Linked DNA regions of Mus musculus: region 2 is linked to region 1. Evidence: chromatin contacts called from public HiChIP or PLAC-seq data. All regions are on one chromosome and are shown on one strand. Each heading gives the region's core, a stretch centred on a gene start, on an enhancer-like site or on the middle of the called end of the contact. The rest is flanking DNA. Distances are from core to core; before and after follow the strand shown.

Region 1 (6,351 bases), core at 388-2,887:
AGATTGAGCACAGACCCTAGATTTACTGCACAATGGCCTTAATCATTCAATGTTATTTTCTTAAAGGAATCTAAAGGAGAAGCTGGAAGACGGATCAGTTAGTAAAGAGCATGAGTTCTGAGTTCAGTTCCCTGTACCCACATGAACAGCGAGGCATAGTGATGTTCACTTGTGATTCCAGTTCTGGGGAGGCAGAGGCAGAGGCAGGGGGTCCCTAGAGCTCCCTGGAGAGCCATTCTGCCCTACTTGGTGTTTCAAAGAAGGTGGCCGGTGTGCCTGGGGATGATGCTTGAGGCTGCATTCCAACATCTTCATGCACATGTCTATGTGTGCACAGACCACACACATGCACACACATTAAAAATAAACTTTAATGGAAACCATGCCTAAGACACGAATAAATAGAATAAAGAAACCTTGTATGTAGAAAATTCTTAGGCATCCCATATAGATACAGATATCTATATACCTATACATAAATATATAGATATATATTTCAGGTGCTTTTGTGCATGCTGGTGATGAGCAATGCCAACATGAAATCAAAAAAAGTGACTCATTTGCAATGGCTCCCTCGACCATCTGAGGGATGAATTCAACAAAAGGAGTGAAAAGCTGTCTTGCTGAGAACCACACGGAATTAAAGGGGCCTGACCAAACTCCGAAGAGACAGCTGTGTCCGGGGCCTGGTAGATGACAGCACTCCTTACACTGATGTTCAGGTCCGACAGAATCCCTGTGGAAGATCCAGGCACCCTTTTGGGTTTTACAGAAATTGACAAGGTGGTCTTTCAGCTCCTATAGAAGCACAAGGGACCCCACCCTAGCTAAAACAACCCTGCAAAAGAAGAAAGCAGCCAGCAGGCTCCCACAGACTCACGTGGAGTCACAGACAGCTGTGAGCCACCTGATGTGGGTGCTGGGAACTGAACTTCGGCCCTCTGAAAGAGTGGCAGGTGCTGTCAACTGCTGAGCCATCTCTCTAGACCCTTACTTTTAATTTTTAAAATTAGCTTACAAGATGAGTTGTTTATGTGAGGTTTCACACATAGTTCATTTCGGTTGGTTCTTCTTGCCCCTTGCATCACCCTCCCCCTATCTCCTTGCCCACCTGCTTCTCCCTCCCCCTCTCCCTCCACCCTGGTGTCTCTCTGGCGCCCCCCCCCCCCTTTTGCATCTCCATCTCCCTGGCTGCCCCTGCATCTCCCTGCCCCCTGCATCTCCCTCTCCCCTTTCCCTCTGCCCTCTGGTATCCCTGCCCCCCACCCCATATCTTCATCTCCCTGACTCCCCTGTGTCTTCCTGAATCTCCCCCCCCATCTCCCTGCCCCCCTCCTACCGGTCCCTTCTGTTCCCAGCATTCCTGTCTTCTGCTTCATTCTATTGTCTTCCTGACTCTTCCAGCTTCTTCATGTGCACAATGGAGCTAATTGTGTCTAACCTTGGCCCTTATCAGGAAGTTTAAAGAAGATACAATGTATTGTTCGAAACATTGCTTCTATCAGACTAAGCCCAGACATGTTGGTCATTATTATTACTGTTATATAGATTTTTGATGTTTTAAGTCTGATTCTGTTTTTCATCTGGGAGTCTCAGAAAGAGCAGATGAATCAAAGACTCGCTCTCCCTCCCAGCATCTGCTGGTTTTCCTTTTGGTGATGGTGTTGGTTCCTGGCAAATGGATGTTCACTGCATGTTGGTTAGTGTACTTAGACCATGCAAAAGTTTCCCTTTCTTCTCATTTGAATTCAGGCTCGTTTTCTTTGGATTAATCTTGAAATAGCTTCTTTGGAAAGAACTTAGGTTGTATGCGATCTGACTCTTTGTCCAACCAAACCTGTTTCTCTTTCATAACCACACCTAAGTCACGGTTTGGCTAGGAACAGAGCTCCTAGATCTCTTCGGAACAATGTTTCACCCTTCCAGTTTGCTGAGTATTTCCACAGCTGCCCTCAGCACAATTTTATTCTGGTCTGCAACTGGAAAGAATCCTTTCCAGCCTTAGTACCAGCAGTTCTACTCCGACATGCTCTGTGGACCATCTTAGGTATGGCTGCCTCCTCTTGGGTGGGTCCTTTGATGCTAATATCCAAGTGTTTCTTCAGACGGGTGAATTATATTATCTACTGGCATATGCCTTTCCCTCTAGTGGGTTATGGTCTGTTGTAACTCAGACAAGTGGCTCACTTACAGATCTTTCCTCATGTCTTATTTATTTATTTATTTATTTATTTATTTATTTATTTATTTATTTATTTATGGTTTTCCGAGACAGGGTTTCTTTGTGTAGCCCTGGCTGTCCTGGAACTCACTCTCTAGACCAGGCTGGCCTTGAACTTGGAAATCCGCCTGCCTCTGCCTCACAAGTGCTGGGATTAAAGGCGTGCGCCATCACACCGGGCTCTCATATTTTGTTTTTAAGATGACTATGCCTTTGTTTTTCAGTTTTGGAGATTTTGGCACTTTTAGTTACTTACACACTAAGTTTCCAAATTCCTCATTGGATTTCATGACTCCTGTTTAGAAGTTATCTTAATGTACTTCAAAGAAAAAAAATGCAAGATACTGTCATCGTGTTCATAATTTGCTTTGGGTGTGAAATCTTCCCCTAGGTCAAGGAAAATGAAACTAGAATGTTTGGAAAGTTCCCCATGATTTTAGCCATTTTCTTCAAGTCTTTGTGTACTAGCCTCTCCCTTGCTCTCCTTCTGGGCTTGCCTGCCGGTCACACTCGAATGTGCCCCATGGGATACACAGGACTCCTGGGGTTGCCTGCCTTGTAACTTACTACACATTGTCTGTGACTTCCAGACATTTGCCTGTCACTTGTGATAAAGCACTGGGAGCCGTCACGTCCCAGTGAGAAGCAATCTTCACGCACATTTCCGTTCCATTGTGCTTATTTTTAAGTGGATTTTGACCTCACAGTTCCACTTCACCACATTAAATCCACACCCTTATTTTTACGACAGGGACCACAGTGGAATTGGCTGAGGTGAAAGGTGACATTTTTAAGGAGGGTTTCACCTGTGAGCATTTAGGTGTGCCCTGAGAGCTACTCCCAGCACACTCGTTCATTATTTTATTTAAAAGCCTTTCGTCGTGTTAACTGCTGTTGCCATTGTATAGGACTTGTTAGCAGCCATATTGTTATTGTTGGGATTTCCTGGGTATAGCTTCCTGGTCATATCTAGAAGACACAATCTCACAGTACACTCCCTGGTCCTCTGGCTTGTTTTAGTCTTCCTGCCCCCTCTCCCTGAGCCTGAGGTATATATGGTTATGCTGTGGATGTACCAGTCAGGGCTGGGCACCATACAATGATATAGAAGTACCAGTCCCTTTCCACTGCTAAAAGAAACTGCTTTTTGGGTTATATGCCAGTGTGGTAGGGGACTCTCACAGGGCCCCATCCCTGGATGAGCTACAGTTAACTAGCCCTTAATTGGTTATCTACCAGTGGTCAGCATATACATACAAATAATGGATGTGTGTGTGTGTAAAATAATTAAAAAGAGGCCATGAACTTGAGAGGAAGAGGGCATAAGAGGGACTGGAAGGGGACAGTTTTGTAATTATATTTTAATTAGAAATAAAATAAGTTAATAATGAGCCTTTTTCTTACATTCTTACATATGACATTTCAGTAGTATTGAGTTTAGATCTACTACACCATTTATCAACATCTGAGTGTTGACTCTTTTTTACTTGAGTATTTATTTATCTTCATCTTAGCACATGTCTGTCTGTCTTTAATCCCAGAGAACACAGTTCGGGGAGGAAGCCATAAAAGAAAGTGGAGTGGAGGAAAATAGATGGTTTGAAAACTGGTAGAGACCTCTGTTTACAACTTTAACCATAGCCTGAGCAAGCCAGCAGGGCACCTTCTGGAAGTATTTATAGAAATGTCAGTGGAAGACGTGATGTTGGCCTAACACAGTCAGAGAAAGAAGAATCTTCTAAAGCCTTCTGTGTAAAGCACGGATAGGGGTCCGGAAGGGAACACACACTTGCAAAGAGTGTCACCACGCTGTGTGGTAAATACAATTGCAGAAGTAAATGCAGGTGGCTGTGCCACAGAGGAGGAGCGGGGAAATTCAGAAGGTTGTTAGGAGCTGGTGACAAAGCTGCGGAGCTGAGAACAAACAGCAGCCGTAGAAGTATACACAAGCCGGAGGAAGCAACCACAACGGGCAACAGAGTGGGACACGAGAGCGTGACTGAGTGGGTAGCCATATGACCTCAAGTATCATTGACCAGTTCCCGTATTGGCTCCATCCTCACTGTAAACAGCTGCTGCATGCTTGAATGCCTACCTGGATTTGGACCGTGACACTCTAGCAACGCTTGTTCTAAGGCAACAGTTCTCAACCTGGGGGTCGCGACCCCTTGTGAGTCAACCTTTTCAACGGTTACCCAAGACCATCGGAAAAACACTGAGATTTAGATTAGGATTCATAACAGTAGCAAAATTCCAGTTGTGAAGTAGCAACGAAAATAATCTCATGGTTGGGGGTGGGGGTGGGGATCACCACAGTAGGCAGAACTATGTTAAAGGGTTGCGGCATTAGGAAGGCTGAGAACCGCTGCTCTAGGGACTTTTAAACAGCAAAACATACCGGATCATACCCGCCCCCTCCTCTGCCCCCAATCCCCCTAGCGAGGTAGCTGAGAGGAAAGGAAGGGCAGAAGAGCTACTTGGTGCTCAAAGTTCTCATACTAGACATTTTTATGTATGTCTAGTATGAGAGCTGGGTGCCGAGTAGTGTCACTCGTGGGCTAGAAGAAGTGTGACTAGTATAGAGGGGGAAGACACTATGCTCCCTGCTCCCGGGACTGCACAGTCTGGGCTGCTTAGGAACACTCAGATAGGAGTATCTTTATTTATTTATTTATTATAAATAAGTACATTGTTGCTTGCTGTCTTCAGACACACCAGAAGGAGTCAGATCTCATAACGGGAGGTTGTGCTGGGATTTGAACTCAGGACCTTCGGAAGAGTAATCACTGCTCTTACCTGCTGAGCCATCTCTCCAGCCCCAGATAGGAGTATCTATATGGGCAGTTAGAGTATACTGGAACTCAGGAAGGAAGTGTGGCTTAGGAGAAGATAGGCTATGAACTTGGGTAGCCATGAAGGGTGAGACAAAACAATATAGGGAGGGTGCTGAGTTTGCCCTGGGGTCAGGAGGAAGGGATGAGCCGCAGTGCCCCAAACTGCCTGGCTAGCATTCGGTTGTCCTGGAACTACAATTATGGTTCGAGGGAGCCACACTCAGACGCAAAAGGCCCTTCATTTCACCTTGTGGGGTGAAAGAGAGACCAATGGGGTAGACTGTTGGAAAGATGAGACTCAGACTAGAACAAGGTGGGAAGATCACGGGCATACCGGACTCACCAGCAAGCAAAGGGTGGGCACAGAACTCCCTTCTTAGCCGGTGCTGCCCAGTGCGGTGCAGGGTGAGTGGCCTCCAGGACCCAGGATGGGCACTTGGGCTTTTGAGTAACTTTCCACACTACCTCTCGCTTCTCTGCCTCTGGGGTCCTGGCCTTCACCTGCCCTTGCCTGAAGTTCTCCACCCTGCTGGAACCTTCTGTAAGGCATTGAAGCAGCCAGCAGTATGGGGTGGGGCCACTCAGCAGGCCACTCTCTGCGGGAGGGCGAGCCCACGTGTAGACTCGTGACTCACTCTTGGCACAGGCCCACACAGTGCAGGCATTTCCAGGCATTTCTGTTTCCTCTTCCTATATCTTCTGACCTTTCACCTAGCCCCAGAGAAATTGTACTGCTGTTTGCTAGATTCTGAGAAAGTTAGGGTCCTTGCTGTTCAGGCCTTAGCGTCTCCTAGTTCTTAGGCCTATTCTGCACGGGTGGTACCGTTTTTTGGGAAGACAGGGGTATCACCATAGGTTGGAAGATATTCATTAGTTATAAAAGGGAAGAGAAAAAAAGTGTGCTCTTAAACATTCAAGCTTAAGGGGAGAACTGAGTATTTTTCACAGTGGCTAAAAAAAAAAAAGCTGTGAAGGTTAATTAGGAGCATAAACACGGGGGCGGGCGAGAGAGCGCGTTCAGACGGTCAGAGTGCTGGTTCCTCTTCAGGTGTTGGGGTTCAGTTCCCAGCACCACGGAGGGTAGGTCTCAGCCACCTGCATTTCCAGTTCCAGGGGATCTGACACCCTCTGCTGGTCTCCAAGGGTACCCACACACATTTCTTATACACACAGACACAGACACACAGACACACACACACACACACACACACACACGTGCACACACACACACGTGCACACACACACGCACACACACACGCACAAAATAAAAATAAATCTTTAAATAAAAAGAACATA
Region 2 (6,140 bases), core at 143-2,642, 200 kb after region 1:
TGGCCATGGCTACTTGGGAGTGATTGTTGATTTTATTTTTCACCCAACTTCCAGGAGGAAGTTATTTCTATGTTATTTCTATGAAGCAATATTTCTGGGTATTTCTGTGGGGGTGTTTTAGGCTGACATTGTTAGAGCCTCTGAGTGAAGCAGGCATCCCTAGGGGCAAAAGCCTCTATCAATATACTTTCAAAATACTTTCTACCTACCTCTTGCTGTTAAAAATCTTGGAGAAAACTGAGCATGCACAGAGGAGTTTCTGTCCATCATCTTTACAACACAAATCGAGAATGCCCCAAGGCACAGCTCTTTGCCATTTTAATGCCTCTAGTATGTGCCCCATAATGTATGAAATAAGCATATCCATAAACGTCTTCACTATCTTCCCCTCGAACTGCAGTCTTAGACTGAGCATGCTCAGGTCGGTACCTTCTCCTAAAGTTCTTCCTTAAGTGGGTAAGTGTGCGTACTTAAACCAAGCCTGCCTTTCCTTTGTCAGGGAGGCCATTGTTTGGGGAGTTTGTTGTTGGTAATAAATCTTGCCTGTTATTTCTCTGACTATGCTTGCCCGTGGCTTTCGACTCACCCAGAAGTCAACCCATTGTATTTGGTTCCACGGTTGGCATTTGAATCAGTGGACTCTAGAATGCGGATAAGCATTCACTGATAGAATGAATGGAAGAGGGAGAGGAGACTGAAGCTTTCTGTCCTAAGATCCCGGGACTTAGAGCATCAGCTTCCTTGGGTTCTCAAACATTAGGACTCTAACTGAATTTATGCCACCCCACCCCATCCCCCACCCCCCAAACAGTGTTTCTCTGTGTGGTCCTGGATGTCCTAGAACTTGCTCTGGCTGGCCTCAAACTCAGAGACCAGCTTGCCTCAGCATCCTGGGTGATGGGATTAAAGGTGTGCACTACCACACCATACCCTGCACCTCAGGTTTTCTTATCTTCATCTTCATTTAGATCTATAATCACACAAATCAGTTCCTAGTCACCTTTGTCACTGTCTCTGTCATTGTCTGTCTCTACTTCTGTTTCTCTCTCTCCCACTCTGGTTCAGTGTCCCCGGAGAGCAGCAACACATTAGTTTAGCGTGACCAAGTAGAAAAGGAATTTGCTTTCCAGTCAGATCTGAATTCAAAATGTAATTCTAGTGTTTACTGGCCTGTGACCTTTGGCTTGTGATCTGAGAACTGACGTCTGTAAGGCTGGAGAGTAAGAACAATCGTGTTTACCATGGTGATAATGAAAAGGAATGTATGTGCAGAGCAGAGCCAAGTTGGTGTTAATGTGTAAACAGAGGGAAACTGGTGACAGGAATGAGGATGGCCTGACTGTAGGCACTGGGCATCTGAGAGTCCACAGAATCTGATTAGCTGTGAGTCCCGAGATAAACCTTTGGCAGCATGAAAGAGGGATTACAGCGGTAGGCTTCTGAGAGACAGGACAGTTAGGAGACAGAGGCGAGAGGCACAGAGGCCAGTTGAGATGGTCGTAAACAGCACGGTGTGAAAAGCCTCTGGAGATGCAGCTTAGACACCTCATTCTCCCACATCCTGAGACATCCCTCATATGTGTGGGTCACAGCAAAGGAAGCTGCCCAATGGCCAGCAAGGGAAATATGGGCGCCAGCCAGAGTTTTGATTAAAGTGGCAGGTATACCTTTTATGTCACCTCTCACTGTTCAGATGACCCAAATATGCAGAAGAATTCTGATCCAAACACCTAATTATTACAGACAACGTAGCCATTTCCTCCCTACGTTGCTTTTGGTCGTGGTATTTCTCACAGCAACAGAAAGCAAACTTGAACAGCCTGGAGCGTTTGAATGGAGTAGAAAGACAGCGGGTGTGCGTCTCCCTGACCTTTCGGTCAGCCACCTGATTTTCCTTTCTCTACCAAGCCCCTACCACACCTTGCTTGTGTCACATGACCCTTTCCTCAGGCCACAGTTGACAGACATAGGCTCAAACGGCAGTTTAATGTTTTCTCATCAGGGAGTTGGAACTTTGATCAGAGAATGAGGTCTTGAGGACAGGCCGTGGGCTTATCTTTTTAGCAGCTGTGTGGGTAAAGACCCTCTACTCCCTGTAGGAGAGAGGGCCTCAGGGGAAATTGTGGGTCTGCTCGCCTAAAGGGCAGTCTCACACCGCTTGGGAGAATCCAGACTATTAATTGTTTTACCTCTGAGTTACTTAACACTGCTTACTGTTTCTTATAACCAAAATAAATTATGGTTAGTAAAACAAAAATTAATTATTTAACTCAGGCAAATGAGTCTCACAGCCACAGACGTCTCATTTCTAAAAACGAGGATCCTTTTCTCTGCCCTGCCTGTATCTTTGGACTGGTTCAGCTGCATAAAGCACAAGGTACTTCATGCACAGTAAAGCTTGACCCAAGTAGAGCTGTTTGTAGACATCAAGAAGAGTGTCCAGAGCACCCCAGAAGCTGAAATGGTTTTTGTTTTTGTTTTTGTATTTTAAACTTAACTGCTGTGGTCAATCCCTCTCGAGCTCCAGAAGTCTACAGGCTGCAGGTTTGCTTGGCTTTTGCTAGATATTTAAGACTTTCATTATTTCTGATAGTGTACTTATCCATTCTACCGTTGGCTTGCTGCCAGGCCAAGCCTACTTTTTATATTATTACTGCCATTTGGAATCATTTTCAACAGCTCTATTTGACAGTTCAAATAGAAGAGTCTGTCCCAAGCACACTGTCCCCCAAATCTTTCTATTTGTGTACTGTATTTCACATCTCTTTTGTTCTCTGGAATAAAATCATGTTATTTAGCTAAGAGTGACATAACAAAAACCCAGAGACTATGAGGCTCAAGAAACATAAGTCGTAAATGTATTGTCTCAGTCTCTGGGAGGCAGAGGTCAAAGATCAAGGTGTGGGCCAGGCTGCCTTCTTCCCAGGGTGTTTCTGTTTCTGGTCTTTCTCTGGTTTGTAGACAGCAACTTGTCTCAGTGTCCTTTAAAATACAAAGATTATGGGCTAGGCGTGGTGGCACATACCTTTAATCCCAGCACTCAGGAGGCAGAGGCAGAGTTTTAAGCCAGACAGGATGACACAGCCAGACCCTGTCTCAACAACAAAATAATTACGTGTATATATAAATAAAAAGATTATGTTTTGAGACAGGGTCTCACTAGGTAGCCCTAACTGGCCTGGAGCTCAATGTATTGATTAGGTTGGCTCCAACTAATAGAGATCTGCCTGTCTCTGATTTATTTTATTTTTTATTATGTGTACGTGTGTGGGACTGTGCACATAAGTACAGGAATCTTTGGTGGCCAGAAGAAGGTGCCAGATCAGCTGGAGCAAGAGCTACAGGAGGCTGTGAGCTACCTGATGTGGATGCTGGGTTTTGGCTAGAGTAACAAATGTTCAAACCACTGAGCCACATTTCCTACTCCACTGTGTACTCACTCCTTTTCTGTTTGTCATCTTCTCTTCACAAGTGTCTTTGTGTCTGTTTTGCTTTTTCAATAAAGATTCCAGTCGTCTTTATTTAAATTAATTTTTATTTAATCTTTATTTAATTTAAATCTTTATTTAAATTAAAATGAGGCTCCAGCCTCATTTGATTATCTCTATAAAGGCCTTTACTTATTAAGTATGTTTTAAGCTGCTGGAGTTTAGAATTTTGACAGGTCTTCTCCAGTGGACACCATTCAGCCCATGATAGTTCTACATGTAATCTCTTCACATAACCTATTATCTTAGACTTAACAGAATCCGAAACTTAAAGATAATTAGAAGGCAATTTATAGTTATAATAATAATAATAATAATAATAATAATAATAATAATAATAATGTGTTTCCTCTAGTAAATGTTGAGGTGGAAGTGTGGGAGGGAATGGGGATCCTTGAGCCATGGGCAGGCTCTCAGTCACATTGACGCACACGTGCAGCCTGTTGCGGGCCAGCTGTGTGACCCCAGCACTGAAGGGCCCTCCTGGTGGTAACATCGTGTCCCAAATGATGGTTGGCTCTTGGTAAACAATATAATCTTCCCTCACTTTACACAGTAATCTCCTTCCTGGAAACTTCAGCATTTTCTAAAGAGCTTCTGAGAACGACTTTGTTTATGTGTAAAGCAGAGCCCAGCTTTTACCTACATGACGCTTTGATGAAGCCTTTGGCAATGAGGCCCGGTGTTGGGGCAGCTGTTCTCCACAGAGGACTATCCTAGGCATGGAGGGATGCTGAACATTCCTCACTCCCGCCACACTAATGACAGTAGGACAAAATTACCATCCAAATTGCCAAAATGGTTCTCACTAATAAGGAACCACCAGAGAAGGCTTCAAATAGCCCCAAGGAACAATGCTAGCAATGAGCCTGGAATGGGAATCAGAGGGGCATTGTGATGACGGACCAGGTCCACTGGGATGTGAGTCAGAGGAACACTGTGATGACGGACCAGGCCTACTGGAAGTGGATTAGAGGGGCCACTATGATGACGGACCAGGTACACTGACTGGAACAAGAGTCAGAGAGGCACTGTGATGGCGGACCAGGTCCACTGGAACGTGATTTAGAGGAACACTGTGATGACGGGACCAGGTCTACACCCCAGCCAAACTTTGCTCACTTGGACAGTAGCCAGAGTGTTCCCTTCATGTCCGACACCTCGGTAACTCTTTCCCCTCACAGGGGTATCTCTACGGCACAGCATGGTGCACAGCGCCCAGCAGGGCCTATATTACTCGGGTGGGGTTGGATGGCTGGTCGTTCCTATGGTTCGTTCCTGGTTCGTTCACTCACATCCTCATTTGATCTGAGCTAGGGAACTATGAGTCAGACATTTGTGCTGAGCGCCCCCAGAACCCTGCCTACCACAGGTAGTCCTGACTTCTAGCAGCGGGGAGTTTAGTGTTGGAGAGAGAGATCGAAGTATTGTTGGGTGCTTTGGGAGCACGAACAGAGAGAGGATGCCCTACCTAAGCTATGATGTCAGATAGAGTAAAGGAATGGTCAAACATCAAGAGTGATGAGGGAGTGACTGGGGGTCGAGGGGGGGGGGGTGTACTGCCATGACAGTTCTTCCCTTCTTGACAGGGATGGAAGCTATGAGGTAGTGGGTGGAAATCAGAGTGTGAGAGAGGGAAAGCATGAATCCACCTGCACCCTGCTATTTTCTTCTTTAATTATTATTGTTACATGTATATATTTATGGCTGTGTATGTGCACACATATGTATTTAACTTATGGAGTCCATTTGACTTTGTTCTTGTGTATATGTGTCCACTTGAGACTGGACATCCGTGTGGAAACTTGTCCTGGGAAGGAGCTGATTGTCTCTCTTTTAGCAATCACTGACCACTTGTAGCTCTCCAGGAGGCTATGTGAGGTTTCTCCTGTCAGTACTAGCATGTCAACTGATGCTGTCTTTATACTGGTCTAGTCCGGTTAGCCATAGTGTTAAGAGTTCATGAACAAATTCTCCTTGACATGCCCTGAAGGTGCTGCCTAACAGCAGATCTCCTAGGCCTCCATCAGGCTGAAAGTTTGTGGGGGAGTCACAGGAGGCTTCTGTCCCCCTAAAGGGTTCCTGGGTCCCTCTTCCTGGATCTCTCACCTGTAAAGATGCTGGTCTCACGTGTTGTCTCTTCTAGAAGTTCTTCCAAGAGGAGGAAATGATCCCCCTTTGTATGACCCCGCCTCCTCTCTGTCCTTTCTCCAGTTGCTCATGTCCCTAGCCAAGTCCCCTGCAATGGATGTTCTCATCCAAGCCCAACGTCTAACAAGGAACTCTGGATTCTTGTCACAGTCTGTGGATAGAGACAGGATTCAGTACACTCTCCATGTCAACAAAGAGGAATTAAATCAACCCAAAGACTTCTGAGTGGGCTCCAGGGCCTCAATAAGACATCTTTGTACTAAGGGTTGGAAGAAAACATTGGTGGAGGGTACGAATGGTGGAAATGTGGTCCTTGCTAAGCCTCTGTGTGTCTGAAGGCAGCATAAACACTTCCAGGCATTATTGCTCGCCAGAGAAAGAGGCTAACCAGTTGTCTGGAGCCAAAGGCTGCCAGCAAGTAATAAGAAAAGCCTTTAAATGTGTTTTTTCCATCTGTTTAATTTCTTATGCTAAAAGGGAGAAAAATTATAAATAAATGAT

The links. HiChIP or PLAC-seq counts read pairs in DNA pulled down with a chosen protein or histone mark.
Region 2: an H3K27ac HiChIP or PLAC-seq map of extraembryonic endoderm stem cells shows a contact between it and region 1. The contact joins two enhancer-like sites. A contact is called at or near these places in 3 of 39 promoter capture datasets (the HPC-7 cell line, cranial neural crest and frontonasal cranial neural crest), 1 of 484 Hi-C or Micro-C datasets (the G1E-ER4 cell line) and 3 of 115 datasets of contacts at active chromatin or transcription factors (differentiating embryonic stem cells, embryonic stem cells and extraembryonic endoderm stem cells).

Annotation. Positions count from the first base shown.
Region 1 is chr16:92,034,009-92,040,359 of GRCm38.p6, forward strand. No RefSeq gene overlaps it. Among named protein-coding and RNA genes, the nearest start is that of Slc5a3, 21 kb to the right of the region's middle. Within about 2 kb of position 1,638, at least 7 of the 459 cell types and tissues checked have an H3K27ac peak or open chromatin away from gene starts, as enhancers often do. A contact at or near this core is called in extraembryonic endoderm stem cells, where this site is marked.
Region 2 is chr16:92,233,504-92,239,643 of GRCm38.p6, forward strand. No RefSeq gene overlaps it. Among named protein-coding and RNA genes, the nearest start is that of Gm41497, 9.4 kb to the right of the region's middle. Within about 2 kb of position 1,393, at least 58 of the 459 cell types and tissues checked have an H3K27ac peak or open chromatin away from gene starts, as enhancers often do. A contact at or near this core is called in extraembryonic endoderm stem cells, where this site is marked.